Linked DNA regions of Sus scrofa: region 1 is linked to region 2. A link is a contact called in public promoter capture Hi-C data. All regions are on one chromosome and are shown on one strand. The core of a region is the stretch at or near the end of the contact, and the rest is flanking DNA. Distances in the headings are between cores, read along the strand shown.

The links. Promoter capture Hi-C pulls out the DNA fragments that hold promoters and counts their contacts.
Region 1: a contact with region 2 is called in a promoter capture Hi-C map of fetal skeletal muscle, with 4 times the contacts expected there. The contact joins the promoter of SMU1 here to the promoter of NFX1 in region 2. A contact is called at or near these places in 3 of 5 promoter capture datasets (fetal liver, fetal skeletal muscle and liver), 3 of 47 Hi-C or Micro-C datasets (blood, heart right ventricle and skeletal muscle) and 2 of 2 datasets of contacts at active chromatin or transcription factors (alveolar macrophages and skeletal muscle).

What each region holds. Positions count from the first base shown.
Region 1 is chr10:33,396,410-33,401,934 of Sscrofa11.1, forward strand. It overlaps SMU1 (DNA replication regulator and spliceosomal factor), which reads left to right and starts at 2,974. Exons shown (of 12, transcript NM_001243898.1): 1 at 2,974-3,036. The coding sequence starts at 3,011.
Region 2 is chr10:33,196,751-33,202,504 of Sscrofa11.1, forward strand. NFX1 (transcriptional repressor NF-X1) reads right to left here and starts at 4,069. Exons shown (of 25, transcript XM_021064702.1): 1 at 3,877-4,069. The coding sequence starts at 3,997.

The DNA.
Region 1 (5,525 bases), core at 1,724-4,223, 200 kb after region 2:
TTTTGACTCTACAGCCAGGACCACATTGCTCTCTAAAGATAGCAGTCTTGCTCTTTGGAATTTACAAGAAAGCATATTTTGTTCAAAGTTGGAAAAGATGGCTTTCATTCAGATGGGTATACAAAAAAGATGAAGGCCCTCTGCATGAAGGCCCTGCTCTGGAGTAGGAAGTAGGAGTTAAAAAAGTGGAGGTTGAGCAATCCCACTCTTGGGCATATATCCGGACAAAACTCTACTTAAAAGAGACACATGCACCTGCATGTTCATTGCAGCACTATTCACAATAGCCAGGACATGGAAACAACCCAAATGTCCACCCACAGATTATTGGATTAGGAAGATGTGGTATATATACACAATGGAATACTACTCAGCCATAAAAAAGAATGACATAATGCCATTTGCAGCAACATGGATGGAACTAGTGACTCTCATACTGAGTGAAATGAGTCAGAAAGATAAAGACAAATACCTTATGATATCACTTATAACTAGAATCTAATATCCAGCACAAATGAACATCTCCACAGAAAAGAAAATCATGGACTTGGAAAATAGACTTGTGACTGCCTGACGGGAGAGGGAGGGAATGGGAAGGATCTGGAGCTTGGGGTTATCAGATACAACTTAGAATAGATTTACAAGGAGATCCTGCTGAGTAGCATTGAGAACTATGTTTAGATACTCATACTGCAACAGAACAAAGGGTGGGGAAAGAAATATATACATGTAAGGATAACTTGATCCCCTTGCTGTACAGTGGGAAAAAATAAATTAAAAAAATAAAAAATTAAAAAAAAGTGGAGGTTGAGTTAGAAGAACTCTGAGTCATGTCTTGCCATGAGCAGGTAGAATTATGCGATAATTTTTCTCTAGACTTTGCCTTGTTATCATGTTCGATAAAATGGGTCTAACCTAAGAGAAAGGGACAAACAGTTGCCCAATTTTAGCACCTAAATATTGACCTTGCCTTCTACTTCCTTTGCCCATCTTATTGGGGATCTCTCTCCCATACACCTCTCCTTTTTAAACTATCTGGACACCTGTTAGCCTAGTTTACAATGGCAGCTTTCCTGTGGTTGGCCTGCCCTCTGCTGGATTAAGGAGACGAATTGCAGAGACATGCACTTCTGGGAAGGGCCAGCTTTCTGGAAAGGGGACGTGATCAGGAGACTGGATTTCCCTTGGGGTCACTCTAGGCTGTTTATTAACCAGAAATTAGGTCTAGGAGGCTGTGACCCAGCTCTTGAGTGTGCAGTGTATTCATCTTCCTTTTAGAGGTTAGAAATTGTCTGTGTTGTGTGCCTGTTTGAGGTTCTTTATCCATGTACAGGTGGAGAGATGTGAGAGACCTCATTTGTCTAGTGATAAAAATGAAATATTCTAGGAGTTCCCATTGTGGTGCAGCAGAAATGAATCTGACTAGCATCCATGAGGATGCAGGTTCAATCCCTGGCCTTGCTCAGTGGGTTAAGGAGCTAGTGTTGCTGTGGCATAGGCCGGCAGCTACAGCTCTGATTCAACCCCTAGTCTGGGACTCTCCATATGCTGTGGCTGCAGCCCCCCCCACCCCAAAAAGACAAAAACAAAATAAACCAAAAAATGAAATATCCTAGACAAGTTGATATTTAGCAATTGTCACAGTTTATCAAATTGCTAATAAGGGATCAGCAAGGTAATAAAGCTTATGCTTTGGGTATGGGAATGATATGGAAATTGATGGGTTATATAGTTGGGATACAGAAGATTTACATAAGCAACTAGTTTAGTGGGGGAAGAAACTTCCTAACTAGGTAAAGAGTGCAGTTTGATTATATAAAGTAACAAATGTCATAGTCAAATCTGCTGTTACAGAGGAAACATGGATGAGGATAGTTTGTGATGCTGAGCATTGGCTGTCAATCAGAGATTAAAAGTCAGGAGTTCCCTGGTGGCTCAGTGGGTTAAGGATCTGGTGTTGTCACTGCTGTTACAGATCCCCCTGGGGTTCAGTTCCTGGCCCTGAGAATTTCACATGCTGTGGGAATGGCTTAAAAATACAAATTTTACAACACAGATTTCTTACCATTGTGCTGCAAATATTTTTTTAAAAATTACAAAGGATGGCAAAAAAATATTTAAAAAAATAACCTACATGAAATTCATTAATATCTCTACTTTTCACTTGTCTCTGCTAATTTAATTACGTATGGCTTAAAGTCTATTAAAAGAAGTCGCAAATCTCCTTTTACATATTTGTATTTGCCTTCGTCGTTTTTCTTGTAATTGCATCACTGTTGTGAAACCATTTTCAAGTAAATACTTAGTTGGAAATGCTACAAGTAATCTAGCTCTTTCGAAGAAGTGAATATGCAAATCCCTAAGGCCCAAACTTAATCAGATTAATTTAAATGTGTTTTGGCTTTAAAATCTTTCATTTATTCACTTAAACTTAATGAACTCTTCTACAAATGTTGCTAACTGGGCCACTGGTTTCCAATGTCTTAATCTCCCAGAGATGTATTGTAAATCCAACTCTTTTTTTATTGGCTACATTCATGGCGTATGGAAGTTCCAGAACCAGGGACTGATTCCGAGCCGCAGCTGTAACCTATGCTCTGCGCTAGTTTTGAACCCATGCCTCCTCAGCAACCTGAACTGCAGCAGTCAGGTTCTCAACCCACTGCGCCACAGCGGGAACTCCCAATCCAACTATACCTTTAAATCTAGTCAACTAATTAAAAAGTAAACCAAAAAAGAAAAATTTTAAAACCAGTCCTTTAAGGATAACTTCCCCTCCAAGAAAAAGAAAGGATTCTATAGGAGCCGGTGCCTATGTTCCAACTCTCGACAGAAGAGTTGAAGCTCCGCCCCTCACGTACTCCACGCCCCTCTTCCGTACAGACCGCGCCCAGAGCCTGCGTCTGACGTCGAGCGGAAGTGACGTATAGGGGCCGCCGGAGGTGTCGTTGGTGCGTTGCGCGGCTGGGCCTTAGAGTGGAGTGAGGCCTGCGCTCAGGAAGCTAGAGCCATGTCGATCGAAATCGAGTCCTCGGAGTGAGTCCTGCAGTGGGAATGTTACCGAAGTGGCCGGGGCCGGGAGGCAGAGGGTTGCGGGGGTGGGAGTGGGAGGTGGTGGAAGCTGCTCGGGGGAGGCGTCCGAGAGGCTGGGGAGCGGAGGGGCATTTCCTTTCCTATAAAGAAGCTTTTGGGATCTGGCTACCTTGGAGGTGGACCTACAGAGAGGTAGCAGATGAGAAGCCCAAAGCCCTGTGGAAGGTGGCGCGGGGCTGGGGGAAGGAGACTCCTGGAAAACCTGAATTCTAGCCCTCGCCAACTTCTGCTGTACCTTGTAACTGAGCAAATTAGCCATCCTATTTGGATTCCGGTCTATCAGCACAAGGGGGCTGGGCTCGACGCCATCCATCTCTTCCCGTCCCCATCGAACACCGTGGTGGTTTCCTCCCTGTGCGTGCACCGTCCTTTGCTTTCTTCTGCACAGCTTTTGGTATCGTCACCGTTTTTCTGCCCATCCTACTAACCTGTATAGCTCCTAGGGACTCGTTTGCATTATAGTCCCAATTCCCAGCCCATCGTAAAGGCTCAATAATTGCTTTTAGAATGAATGAACGACTATTTTATCAGGTTCTGTCTGGCGCTGAATTTTATTTAGCGTGTGAGCTCTGTAGTCACAAAGGAGGGACAGAATTTGGAGATTGGGCAAGGAGAATGATAAATTTGGGAGAGAGGGGGACTAACGAATGATTGAAGAAAGTCTTCAGTAAACTTCTCCAGGACTCCATCCTCCACCTTGTTCTTGCCAACGCTTAGTAGTTAAGTCAGCAGACAACATTTGTGTCCTGAGTGTAAAGGAGAGGACTTGTCCTGAAGATCTGCCATAGGAGGAAGGGAGGTTTATTCATTTAGCAAATACTGAGATCTACTGTGTATATTTGTTCTAGCCCCTGGGACTGTAGTAGTGAACGAAACAGACAATAACCCTTGCTCTTAGGGAAAGTACATTGTGATGGGGAAGGCAGACAGCAGACAAAATCAGTAAGTAAGATAGCTTAGCAGATGGCTGTAAGTGTTGTGGAGAAAAATAAAGCAAAGATGGACAGTGAAGACAGTTATGGCAGGAGTTGGAAAGGAATCCACCCTTTGGGGCCTGAATAAAATCGGGCACTGACCATCCTCCCAGCCTTGGCTGCAGCATGTTTTTGTGATCAGTAATTGCTGCTATTTACTAAGTATTCTCTATGCTAGTTACACTATGTGTTGTAGTCAATCCCTTTGATCAATCCTACAGGGTAGGTATTTTTCTTAACAGATGAGGAAACAGGCAAAGAGATGTTAATTGACTTGTCTGCAAGTCACAGTTAGTGAAAGAACTCTGATTGAAATCCCAGCCTATCTCCAAAGCTTTTAGCTCTTTGTGTATTACATTGTGTTTGAAGGAAGTGAATTTGATTTTGGTTATATCAAATTTGAGTTCTTTGCAAGGATGGAGTCTCATATTAGGAGTGTAAGTGGAAGTGTCCTATGGAAGCCAGGGATTGAACCCGAGCCACAGCAGTGGCAACCCCAAATCCTTAGGCCATCAGGGAACTCCTGCAGGAACTGTTTTTAAGAGGGTATTTGGGGAGTTCCCGCTGTGGTACAACAGGATTGACATTGTCTCTGCAGCACCAGGACACAGGTTCAGTCTCCATCACAGTGGGTTAAAGGATCCCATTGCCATAGGTCACAGCTGCAGCTCCGATCTGATCCCTGATCTACAAACTCCATATGGCTCAGGGCCGCCAAAAATGATAAAAAAAAAAAAAAAAAAGGTGTTTGCTTTCCTGTCTGGGATGATGCTACCTGCCACACTGCCAGTTTGAATCTTTTTTTTTTTCCATTTACCTCTGTTACTTGGTCACATCCTCACGTAAAATGGACATAAGAGTAATGCCATCTTTATAGGTTTTTGTTTTGTTTTTTGCCTTTTGTGCTTTTAGGGCCCCAACAGCAGCAGCATTTGGAGGTTCCCAGGCTAGGGGTCTAATTGGAGCTACAGCTGCCAGCCTATACCACAGCCACAGCAACACCAGATCCGAGCTGCATCTGCGATCTACACCACAGCTCACGGCAACGCCGGATCATTAACCCACTGAGCAAGGCCAGGGATCGAACCTGCAACCTCCCGGATTCGTTTCCACTGTGCCATGACGGGAACTCTGGGTTTGTTTGTTTGTTTGTTTTTTTAAAGGCAGTACCTGTGACATATGGACATTCCTGGGCCGGGGATTGAATCCGAGCTGCAGCTGTGGCAACGCTGGATCCTTTAACCCACTGCACCAGGCCAGTGCTGCTGAAACAACCTGAGCTGCTGCAGTTGGATTCTTTTTTTTTTTTTTTTTCCTTTTTAGGGTGGAACCTGAGGCATATGGAAGTTCCCATGCTAGGGTCAAATTGGAGCTGTAGCCACCAGCCTACACCACAGCCACAGCCATGCCGGATCTGCGCCAAGTCTGTGACCTACACCATAGTCACAGCAACGCCAG
Region 2 (5,754 bases), core at 2,819-5,318:
GAAATGTAGGGAGTTCCCGTCGTGGCACAGTGGTTAACGAATCCGACTAGGAACTATGAGGTTGCGGGTTCGATCCCTGTCCTTGCTCAGTGGGTTAACGATCCGGCATTGCCGTGAGCTGTGGCGTAGGTTGCAGACGCAGCTCGGATCCTGCATTGCTGTGGCTCTGGCGTAGGCCGGCGGGCTACAGCTCCGATTTGACCCCTAGCCTGGGAACCTCCATATGCCGCAGGAGCGGCCCTAGAAATGGCAAAAAGACAAAAAAAAAAAAAAAAAAAGAAATGTAAGGTCAGCAAACAGTTCAGGGGTGAGATATCAATCAGCAAGGTTCATGTGGTCTTTCATTGTGTAATATTAAGTAAACAAGCTTTGGATTCAGTCACAATCAGTTTAAAGTCTAGCCCTCCAACTTATGACATGAGCTTAAGGATATCACCTGATTGCTTTTAGCCTTAGTTTCCCCGTCCATGTCAAAAGGTGACAACACTATTTCAAAGGATCATTGTGGAATTTAAGTAAGATTTCCTATAGACAGTACTTAGCAGGATGAGTACATCCCATGTCTTCCCCCAGGAAGAGACCTTGGGGTTTCCATACCCAACCTCTGTAACATGCCCAGAATCTCAGAGTCTCAAAAATTGAGCATATACCCCTTCAACCTACTCATTTTCTACCTGCAACATACTTTTTTTAAAGTCAACCCAGTCTCTTAAGTTCAAAGAGGAAATAATTTGCCTAAGGCTAAGAAACCAGTTTGTAGCAAAGTCAGAACTATGTAGCACACAGAATATTCTATGAATCAATAGGGCCTGGAAGACGGGTTTAAATCCCTGCCCATCATTTACTGTGTCTTCATGCAAGTTACCTAATCCTAGTAATGAAGATAGTAAGAGTACCTACACCAAAGGGTTGCTATGAAGATTAAAGCAAGCCTAGTAACATGTATAAAGGGGTTAAAACAGTGCTTTGTTACTGCTGTTAGGACTATAGACTATCCAAAACACAGACCTGGCCACAAATGGGTGTGCTGCACAGCCTGCGGGTTTTAGATTTAATAATAAACCCTGGAGTTCCCGTCATGGCGCAGTGGTTAACGAATCCGACTAGGAACCATGAGGTTGCGGGTTCGGTCCCTGCCCTTGCTCAGTGGGTTAACGATCCGGCGTTGCCGTGAGCTGTGGTGTAGGTTGCAGAGGCGGCTCGGATCCTGCGTTGCTGTGGCTCTGGCATAGGCCGGTGGCTACAGCTCCGATTCAACCCCTAGCCTGGGAACCTCCATATGCCGCGGGAGCGGCCCAAGAAATAGCAGTAATAACAACAACAACAAAAAAGACAAAAGACAAAAGACAAAAAAAAAAAAAAAAAACCCTAACATTAATTAGGTACTTAACACGTGCCAGGCATGATTCTAAGCACTGTGCACACGTCATTTAACCCCTACATTCCTCATGAGAAAAATGAGACCAGGAGAGGGTAAGCAGCTTGACCAAGGCCACAGGAGTATTCCAAAGTAGATTCAGGATTCCACCCCAGGCTATATGGCCCTGGAGATGACACTCTTACACCACGGTCCATTGCCAGAGGTTGGGTAGCAGGTACCATAGAAACGTGTATTTAAGAACTGATCGAGACCATAAAGGTCACAGGGTAACCTCTCATTCAATCCATGATTTGTCTTGAAAACTTTCACAAAGGCGAGACCATAAAGGTCACAGGGTAACCTCTCATTCAATCCATGATTTGTCTTGAAAACTTTCAGAATTCTGGGGATGATGTGGAGGACCTGACAAAATGGCAAGAGGATCAGACGAATTCAGAAGGTGTGCCAGAAACATAAGAGATAACTTAAAGGGAGAATGGGAAAGCTTAGACGAAGTGGGTGTTGCGTAGTCCTGCCCTACTTGAAGACGGTGGTAAGAGGGGCAGAGAAAACATCAGTAAAGTTGTCCAGAATAGCCTGGTAAAGGATGAGAAGAGGGCATTCTCATGTTAAGCAGCAAGGAGTTGATGCAGCTAGAGAATCTACACAGGGCAGCCATCTATTCACACACAGTGTATGTTCCACCAGGCATGGGGTAGTAGGCAAAGCCCTCAGAAAGACCCTTAAGGGACATGAAGAAGGGGAAAAGGGCATACAAGGAAAGTGGACACAGAGATCAAAGACACCTTTATTTTTTCAATACTTTAAGTAGCTGGAAGTTACACAACAAATAGGATGTCTCATCCCCAAGGCTTGGCCATAGTGCCAAGAGGTACCCGAGATCCATAACACCATGGTAGGTGACCAATAGGTGGGTGGAACAGAGTAAGGGGAAATACAACTGTAGATTAGAGAGTCCGGAGGCAAAGCTGGTGCTGGAGAGTCTGCCCCTGGGCAGAAAGATATCCCCTGGACTGGGCTGCTGTTCTCTTGCAAAAGGTAAGAGAACTAAACCTTAAGTGGGATGGACGTGTGGGCTAGAGATGATGCTGAAATAATATGGAATTGGAACCATGGCAAAAGCAAACTAAGGCACAGGAGACAGAGTGGGGAGGTCTTTGGACTAGTGGACTTTGCCTCAGTAGATGGGGGCAGAGGTTGTAACCTAGAACACAACACCAAATATCAAAACTATGACTCACTACTAGCCCCACTCAATTCTGCTTCAAACACTGAAGGATGTAGAAATGGGCCAGAAGTGAGTCTAAGGTTAGGAAGACTAATGAATCCAATTTAGAGGATCTAGGAAAAAAATGGGTGGGAGAATAACAAAACACCAGCCTAAAAAGGAACCCCCTCCAAGATGACTTAATACCTGTATCAGGACAGGGGTACATAGATGCAGTGTGTTATCCAACTTTTTTGACCAAGACCCATAGTAATAAATACATTTTACCTGCCACCAAGTACACAAATACATATATACTCTTTTTGGTGCCCCAACAGCTGGTAGGTAGCAGAACTAAGTCTTAAATTAATGACTGTTCACAAACCTCGTGTTGCAAATTGCTGCCCCCTTTCTCAGAAACAGTGGGTCAGGAAATCAAATCACATAGTGGATTGTGACAAGTATTTTTTTCAAACGAAATATGTATTAGAGTGCATTAGAGATAGTAAGGAAAACTATTGCTTCCTGAAACTTTCGGTTCGCTTTCATATTTAGTTCTGTGTGCACTGAGGTCAAGATGGAAAACGCTCCTTTTCGGTCACTGTCCAAAGAGTTTGGAAAACAAAGATCTAACGTACCTTGAAGGAAGTGGAAATGGGTGTTACATTAACAGCCGTTATATTAATAACAAATTCGGCTGCCTGCACACACAGAGACAATTCCAGTAGAGGAAGTAACAGGTTACAGTATCGGCGGGAACCTTCGCAACAGTTGATTTATTTACTCCTAACTCAAAGATGAGGAAAACACCCAGTCACACTGTGAGCTGCGGCAGGGTGAGAATGGAAACCACAGGTCTTTCGCTCGCGCTCGCAGTGCTGCCCCAGGACACACGAGTACTCCTGAAGTACAGCGCGCAAACCTGCCTCGCGTCAAGAGCCCGCCACCGTCAAGGGCGGTGACCCGACTGACGCCCGCCTGTCGGATATCCGTGCGGCCGCTGCCCCAGGAAGGCCGAGATGAGCCCTGAAGAGAGCGGGATACCCACATCAACGCCCTGGGACAACCCCGCTCTCTGAGGAAAACCAGCTGCCGAGCTTCTCCACACGGTGGAAGATGGTTAAGAGATCTGTATGCAAGACGCGCGTGGCTTGGCCCTTCCGAGCCACTATCCCAACCCTAGGACGCGCCACTCTCGCGATACGAATGGCCAGTGCCTTAGGACTCGTCACTGACCCAATTTCCGCTACTCGCGAAGGGCCCAGTCCCGTGAGGGCCAGGACAGTACCTGAGACAGGAGGCGCCTCCGCCATCCCGTGCCGCAACACCTGAGGCGAGCCCTGCAGCCCAGCAAGCGCTGTCACCCGGTCACGTGCCCTGGACTTCCGGCGCCGGGAGAATATTCGCATCCGCGCGCCCGGTGGACGGCCACAGAGCTTGCGCGGCCTGTGGAGACTGTGTGGTGCGTCATGACGTCAGATAGACGCACCAGGCGTAAGGCTGAAGGAAGAAACTAGTGGCTGTGGGTGACTAGGTCCCGGGAGGGTAGGCGTGCTGGGGCTTGCGTAATCTATCGTTTTCCTTTTGAGATTCGCTGTGCTCTCCTGCTACCGTGCGCTTTTATTCCGCCACCCAACCGGCTTCACCTGGTTTTCCGGAGTCAGCTCAGACATCACCGCCTTACTAGAGTAATTCTGACTTAGGGTTAAAATAAAAACAAGTAGTGGAAAGGCAGCCTGGAATCTAACTTGCTCTGAAAGTTGTGTAACAAATTGAGGGAAAAATTAATTCTACAGGAATTATTATGAAAGTGGGATAACTAGTTTTTGTTCTTTAAGTGTTGTAAATTTAAATTCCATGAACTCAGGATAGAAGGTCGCTAGACTAATAAAATATTGGTTAAATGATAAAATTTTAAAAAGCAGCCTGGGAAAAAATAATCTGCAAAAAGACGATAAAAAGATGATACACATATCGGCTCTTACAAATCAGTTTAGAAAACGAAAGGTCGTTTATTAGATATGACAAAGGGCTTGAGCGGGCACGGTGACAAATATAGATTGACACTGAACGTTAGGGGAAAGGTTTGGAGACACTGATAATTTTTAAAGTACAAACTGTTAGGTGAATGTGTGGAGTTCTTTTGTTTGTGTGTTTTGCTGTTGCATTACCAAGAAGAACACAAGATTTAAGTGTGAAGCATCTGCATTTGTAAAGTAATTCAGTGGTGCAGGTTTCCCCAAAAACACAAGTCTTCATTAACTTCCGTTATAATGCATATTTTGTCTTTTTAAGTGCTGGAGGAGGTTAATGGTGAAAAAGAAATATGCTTCCTGCCCTCATGAAGTGAACTGTCTAGGGGGGAAAAGTTAAAACTGAGTAATTTATATTTACAAATGAATAATTTGCATTGTGAAAGAAATAAACAGTGATATAGACTTTATAGGATCTGCTCCAGAAAATGTGGCCAGCTTTCTTTGAATTGGACAGATGAGATGGGTAAGCTACGTGAAGAGTTAGAGATAATAGTATGTGCAAATGTTAAGGAAGAAGGAAATAGCTTAAGTTCAAGTTATGGAAATATTTGCTGGTGAACAGTGAGTCAGGAGCTTGGCACAGTATGAAATTGGAGAAGTAGGTAAAGAAGATCACGTGCATCACCTGCAGGATGTGATAATAGATCTTATTCCAAGAGCATTAAGAAGTTAGTAAAAGGGAGTTCCCGTCGTGGCGCAGTGGTTAACGAATCCGACTAGGAACCATGAGGTTGTGGGTTCGGTCCCTGCCCTTGCTCAGTGGGTTAACGATCCGGCGTTGCCGTTAGCTGTGGTGTAGGTTGCAGACGCGGCTCGGATCCCGCGTTGCTGTGGCTCTGGCGTAGGCCGGTGGCTACAGCTCCGATTCAACCCCTAGCCTGGGAACCTCCATATGCCGAGGGAGCGGCCCAAGAAATAGCAACAACAACAACAAAAAAGACAAAAAAAAATAATAATAAAAATAAAATAAAATAAACTAACTTAAAAAAAAAAAAAAAAGAAGTTAGTAAAAGGTTCTAAGCAGGAAGCTCCTATTGCCACAGCTTACAACTATGGCGCGAGTTTGATCCCTGGTCCAGGAATTCCTCATGCCAAAGGCGCAGCCAAAAAATAAATAAAATAAAATTTTT